Regions from separate parts of the Ovis canadensis genome. Here region 2 is linked to region 1. A link is a contact called in public Hi-C data. All regions are on one chromosome and are shown on one strand. The core of a region is the stretch at or near the end of the contact, and the rest is flanking DNA. Distances in the headings are between cores, read along the strand shown. Region 1 overlaps POLA2 (DNA polymerase alpha 2, accessory subunit). Region 2 holds the start of DPF2 (double PHD fingers 2).

Region 1 (3,056 bases), core at 319-2,818:
AATTCATAAGAAAGAAAATAGTACTCGAAACTGGCTCTTTAATCAATTCAGAGTTTGGGTTTTCTTTTACTTTGTTAGTTTTAAGCCAGGGGAAGACCTTTTAAACTGCGTCTCTGTGTCTAAGCTTTTCTAAACACGTTTGGTATTCCTCAACCCCCCTCATTCCTGAAATTCCTTAAAGGTCCAGAATGTCCAACCCCATTAAGCTGATTAGATTTATAAAATGTGAGGCCAGGCTGGCATGCCTCCAATCCCAAATTTCCAAGAGGTAGCCTCATCTTAGACTCCTCTCTCCTTTTAGATATGAACGCGGTAACGTTGATGTCTTTTGCTTCCAATCAGTGCTACTCCCCCTCAGAAATACAGCTCAAGAAGTAACCGGGGAGAAGTGGTTACCTCCTTTGGCTCGGCACAGGGCGTGTCTTGGTCCGGGAGTGGAGGAACTAGTCACCTCAGCCTGAAGGTCTTGGGACATCCAGAGCCGCTCACCCGGAGCTACAAATACATGTTTCAGAAGCTCCCAGACATTCGAGAAGGTATTTGTTTTTCCCTTTGACACCTGGAAGGGCTTGAATCAGTAACAAAGTATCAGCTAGGCTGGTAGAACAAGTTCAAGGTTGCCTTTGATTGATAGATGTCCTCTGGGCACCCCTATTAGGAAACAGATATAAGATGACCACTCTCAATAATTCTCCCGAATCACAATCACTTTGCTAAGAAAAAGCACATAACCATTTCCCAGTAACAGCCGCTTGAACTGTGTAAAGGAAGCCAATTACAGTGTTAAAGGAAGCGGAGACATTTATGGCTTCTTCCTTGGAAAGACTGGAAGGCTCTTCGGGTTGTTCTTGGCTTCCCTGAAACCCCCCTGACCACCTGAGTAAGAGGGAGGGTGGGGAGGGAGCCAGGCTGACCTTGGGACTGTGACCTCATCCGTGACCCCCTCCCTCCCCCCACCATGGCCAAATGGAAGGCCGGGTTCAGCAACCAAATATCGGGCAATTGGCTCGGGCTTGAGAAACTTACAGACCGGCTGGTGTCCTCGGCTGCCTGCCTGCTTCTGTAAAATGACTGACTTTAATGTTTTACAAGGTGCTATGTTTTCTCTGCTTGGCAAGTAAAATGTCTTAAACATGCTTTTTCCCTCTGGGATTTCAGTTCTGACCTGTAAGATAGAAGAACTTGGCAGTGAACTCAAGGAACATTACAAGATTGAGGCTTTTGCTCCCATTCTAGTCCCAGCACAGGTAAGAGTTGTTCTAATAGTCTTTTCTGATGGATATTGTTTTATTAAATCAATGATGAAAAGTCAGCCTCTGGCTTCCTTTTCACTAACTGTCTACCTTCTAGTTAGAACATCTACCTTGGATGAATTTGGTAAAATGGGTTGTAAGTGCTGCCTGGTTTTGTGACCAGATTAAGTCGTTTTCTTTGCGCTTGAGTTAGAGTCTTGCATGTAAACAAGATTGAGGGCCTTAAGCATTCAAGTGTCAGGATATGAGAACAGCAGCAAAGTGAGGATTTCCAGAAACAGTGACTCATGGTCTTTCCCCTTCTTTGGTCTCTGTCATCAGGGATCAAGTACTATGAACAGCGTCTGCGTCATAGTTTAATCTGGCTCGTGCACAGTGCTTTCTCTCTAGCGTGTACTTTAAGGGGAGATGTGTTCTCAGAGTTTCTTTACGGGGCCTCTGTCACATATTTGCATTCAGAGGAGAATGGCCAGCTGGGGAAGATATGCAAAACCATGTCATATAAGGAAGATTTGGGGGAGTTGGGAGGAAATAGTGGAGGGGAGGCTGGGTTGTACGATCTCTTGGGGAAAGATTAGACTTCCTCGGTTTGCCCCCGGGAGTGAGAACAGGATAGAGGAAGCCACCGAGAGAGGAATTTCAGCTCAGTTTAATGAAGAACTTCCTGTTACAAGGCGGTATGGTGTGTGGTTAAAGGATATGGCCCTGGAGCCAAACATCTGGGCTTCAAACCCACACTTTGCCCACTGTTTGACCTTGATTAAATTATCTAACCTTTCTGCTGCTGGTTTTTCTCATCTCTAGTATGGATGCAATAATAATATCCACCTCACGGTTATTGTGAGAGTTAAGTGAGTTGATACATGTAAGCCTTTAGAACGGTGCCTGGTGTTTAGTGAGCCCAGTAAACCAGAGCTGTCATTAACAGTTATTCAGGAGATGTGTGAAGAAAGAAATGGCAACCCACTCCAGTATTCTTGCCTGGAAAAGTCCATGGACGGAGGAGCCTGGCGGGCTGCAGTCCATGGGTTTACATGACTGAGCACGCATGCCTGAGGAAGGTGGAGGGAGATGGATGGGTTGGTAGCGATAAGCTGCTGGAACTTAAAAAAAGAGAGAGAGAGATGTGGTGAGTGGGCTGCTGGTGGGGACAGTGGGCTTGGGGGCAAGTTCCCCTTCACTGGAGATGCTGTGTCAGACAGCCACTTAGAGGGACTGAGGCATTAGATGGTGGGCAGGCTAGATGCCCTTTAAGGGTCCTTTCACCCCGGGAGCCAGTGATGATACTTGTGGTCATCTCGGGCTCAAAGTGATCCGCCGCCCAGAACATGAGTGCTGTTGTTCGATGTCTGTTTTGCTCTCCATCGTGCAGACCAGATTTTAAGCTCCTGTGTCCCAAAGACTGTTGTTCTCCTGTGTGTCTCGGTAGGAGCCCGTTACCCTGCTAGGCCAGATCGGCTGTGACAGCAACGGGAAGCTGAACCACAAGTCGGTGATTCTGGAGGGAGATCTGGAACATTCCTCAGGCACTCAGATTCCAGTGGATCTATCTGAGCTCAAAGAATATTCTCTATTTCCTGGACAGGTGAGATCAGGGGCGTGTCTCCCCTCTGGGTGCGGCTATGCTATGTGCTCCTGGTGTGTGTAGTGGACTGTGGCCAGGTGCCCCACACTTTTGACCTCTGATGCCAAGAGGTGTAACTGGAGCTCAGGCGCCGGAGTGGACGCCAGTGTGGGGGTTCCGATCCCCTGTGTGCTGCGACCTTGGCTCTGGGATCTGCTGCCAGATTTCAACCCCAGCTC
Region 2 (2,928 bases), core at 273-2,772, 46 kb after region 1:
TAGCAAGTTTGTTCTTTACCATGTTGCTTAATCCACTCTAGTGCTATGGGCATTTGGAATGTTCTAGTTTGGGCCTAATACAATTAATGCTATTGTGATCATTCTTACACATGGTTTTCCATATATGCATGCATGAATAGAATTGCTGGGTCAGAGGGTATGTGTGTGTTCAGCTTCAGTGCTCACACACTGTCTTAGCTCAGGATGTTGTAACAAAGTACCATAGACAACAGATATTTATTTCTCACAATTCTGGAGGCTGGGAAATCCAAGATCAAGGTGCCAGCAAATTTGGTTCCTGGTGGAAGTCCACTTCCTAGCTTGTGGACATCTGCTTTCTTGCTGGGTCCTCACATGGCCTTTCCTCACAGATAGATCTCCAGCTGCTTCTTCTAATGAGGGCACTAATTCCACCATGAGAACTCCACCCTCAGATTGCATCTAAACTTAATTACCTCTGAAAGATCCCACCTCCAAATATTATCAGACTTAGTGGGTAGGACTTAAACATATGAATGTGGGGCTGGGAGCTTCCCTGGTGGTTCAGACAGTAAAGAATCTGCCTGCAATGCACGAGACTGGGGTTTGATCCCTGAGTTGGGAAGATCCCTTTAGGAGGGAATGGCTACCCACTCCAGTGTCCTTGTCTGGAGAATTCCATGGGCAGAGGAGCCAGATGGGCTACAGTCCATGGGGTCGCAGAGTCGAACACAACTGACCAACTAACACTTCTACTTTTCACATTCATGCTGAAACACATACTTTTGAATTCTTTTGGTATCACCTTTGATTCCCACAATCATTTGGGGAACAAGAGTGCAACAGTATTGTCCCTAGGTTTTCCTTCCAAGCTGCTGACATCTATTCTGCAAATTTGGTGCAGGGTAAACAATGACAAATACCACTCAACTCTCATCTGCCAAACCTGATTTTAAGGCACAATGATGGTAAGATGTGTCCTGATTCCGAAATACTAAAATGGGGGGAGGGCAGAGAATATGTGCATCTTAGAATTGATGAAATACGGCATATTACCAGGATCAAAGACCAAGCCCTGGGGACTCTGACGGGTCTAGGTAGATGTGAGGACAGAGAGCCAGTAAAAGAAGCTGAAGGAGCTGGCAGTGTGATAGGCAGCCAGCCAGGACAGTGTGTGTCTCAGAGATGAGTTTGAAAAAGAAGTGACTGGCCAGTGTTGTCATGAGGGCTGATAGGCTGATAAAGACAGGGAGATCTCGAAATCTGTTGAAATGGAGATCGTGGTGTCTTTGTTAGATGTTTCAATGAACTGATGAGAACAAAATCCCCATTAAACTGGGCAGAGAGACACTTGGAAATAAATCAGCAGGGATAGTAAGTATAAACAAGAATACGTGCTCTGAAAGGGTGAAAAGAAAGAGGGTGATAAAGGCAGAAAGGGCTTAAGGAAGGGCTCTGATATTTTTTAAAGAGGATATTAAGCCATGTTTGCAGATGAATTTGCATGATTCAATAGTGAAGGAGAAGTGAATGGTACAGGAGAGGAAGTTGCAGGAGAGAAGTTCTTCAGAGGAGGACAAGAGCTTAGGGGTAGGAAGCAGGGGAGAAGAGGTGGAGATCAATTAAGTTGGTGGCAGGAAGGTGGGGGAACTTTTGTCAGACCCAAATATTCAGGCCAAAGATCTGCCAGGTTCTTGGAGTTAATATTTCTCTCACTAAAGTGGCCAGCCCAAGAGGAGTGTGCACTGCTCTTACCTTCGGCTACCCACCAACCCTGAGTCTGTACGTGAGGGCAAAGGGTTATTAACCACGAGGTTAAAGGTCAGCGAGGTAACAGGACGCATGACCTCCATCTAGACCACCTCTGGGCTTGCCAGTTCTCACCAACCTCTCACCTTCTCATTTATGGACCTGGTCAGATCCTCTCCCTTCTACCTTCTCACTAAACGGATGAGGCAAAACTGGAGCAGAAGCCTCGGGGCGCGCGCCCGCCTCCATTGCGCCTGCGCACTCGTCCCTGGATTTCCAGGCCGGGGAGAACCGGCCAGAAGCTCATTCTCCGTCGCTCGCTCTCGGGCGCACGCGCCCCGGTGGCGCCTGCGCAGAAGGACAAGGAAATTGGTTCCCTTTGCGGTCCCAGCGCCTGCGCGCTGCGGGCTCCGGGCCTCCCGGCCTGAGGGAGAGAAGCCGGGAAGATGGCGGCCGTGGTGGAAAATGTAGTGAAGCTGTGAGTGGCCGTTTCTTTCTCTTCTAGCCTGGGAGGTCTTGTAGGGGACCTGGAAGCAGGGGGCGGTGTGGGAACGGACGAGGCGGAGAGAGGGACGTGCCCAGAGAGGCCGTGTTGCGACTCCTAGAGGGGAGGGCAACAGGAGACTCGGGAAAGACGTTGCGCTTCTTTGGAAACTTGTGGAGGCCCTGAGGGGGGCACACGGGAGCCCCTGACGGGCAGCCTCCCTGTGGGGCTGGGCGCTCCTTCAGGCGGAAGGTTTCCAGAGTATGGCGCCCTTGTTGCGTACGGCACACGGTCCCGGCTTCGCCTCCGTCCGGGAGAGCGGGGCCGACCCCCGCGAAGCCTGGCCGCCGGCCCCTCCCCGTCGGCTGCCCGCAGCGGGCCCCGGAGGAGCAGGCTCGGCCGCCCTGGCGCCGTTAAGCGCTCAGGGCTGTTTTGTTCTGAACAGCCCCGTGACGTTCCTGGGCGGGCGGGGGCGGGGGTGGGGTGGTCCTTGAGTATCAGGTACCCGAGACCAAAAATATTCCTGGGGAGAATTTGTGGAAGAGCAAGATCCAGAGGGAAAGAACTTCAGGGAAGAGGGGCTTGGCGCCGGCCAGTCCCAGCCATCGGAAAGTGGGCACTGGACGGACGCAGTCCAGGACGCCCTGGCCGCCCCGAGGGGCATCTGGGTCGACCGTCTTCGCTCTGCAATACTCTTGGACTGGGCAGATTTCAAG

What was found. A called contact is a pair of places that touch in the nucleus more often than the background predicts.
Region 2: a contact with region 1 is called in a Hi-C map of fibroblasts, with 5 times the contacts expected there. The contact joins the promoter of DPF2 here to the enhancer-like site in region 1. A contact is called at or near these places in 2 of 2 Hi-C or Micro-C datasets (fibroblasts and lung).

What each region holds. Positions count from the first base shown.
Region 1 is chr21:59,758,288-59,761,343 of ARS-UI_OviCan_v2, forward strand. It overlaps POLA2 (DNA polymerase alpha 2, accessory subunit), which reads left to right. Exons shown (of 19, transcript XM_069566448.1): 7 at 343-536; 8 at 1,159-1,247; 9 at 2,683-2,838. Among named protein-coding and RNA genes, the nearest start is that of POLA2, 13 kb to the left of the region's middle. Within about 2 kb of position 1,569, the one cell type or tissue checked has open chromatin away from gene starts, as enhancers often do. A contact at or near this core is called in fibroblasts, where this site is marked.
Region 2 is chr21:59,804,640-59,807,567 of ARS-UI_OviCan_v2, forward strand. It overlaps DPF2 (double PHD fingers 2), which reads left to right and starts at 1,523. Exons shown (of 11, transcript XM_069566422.1): 1 at 1,523-2,206. The coding sequence starts at 2,175.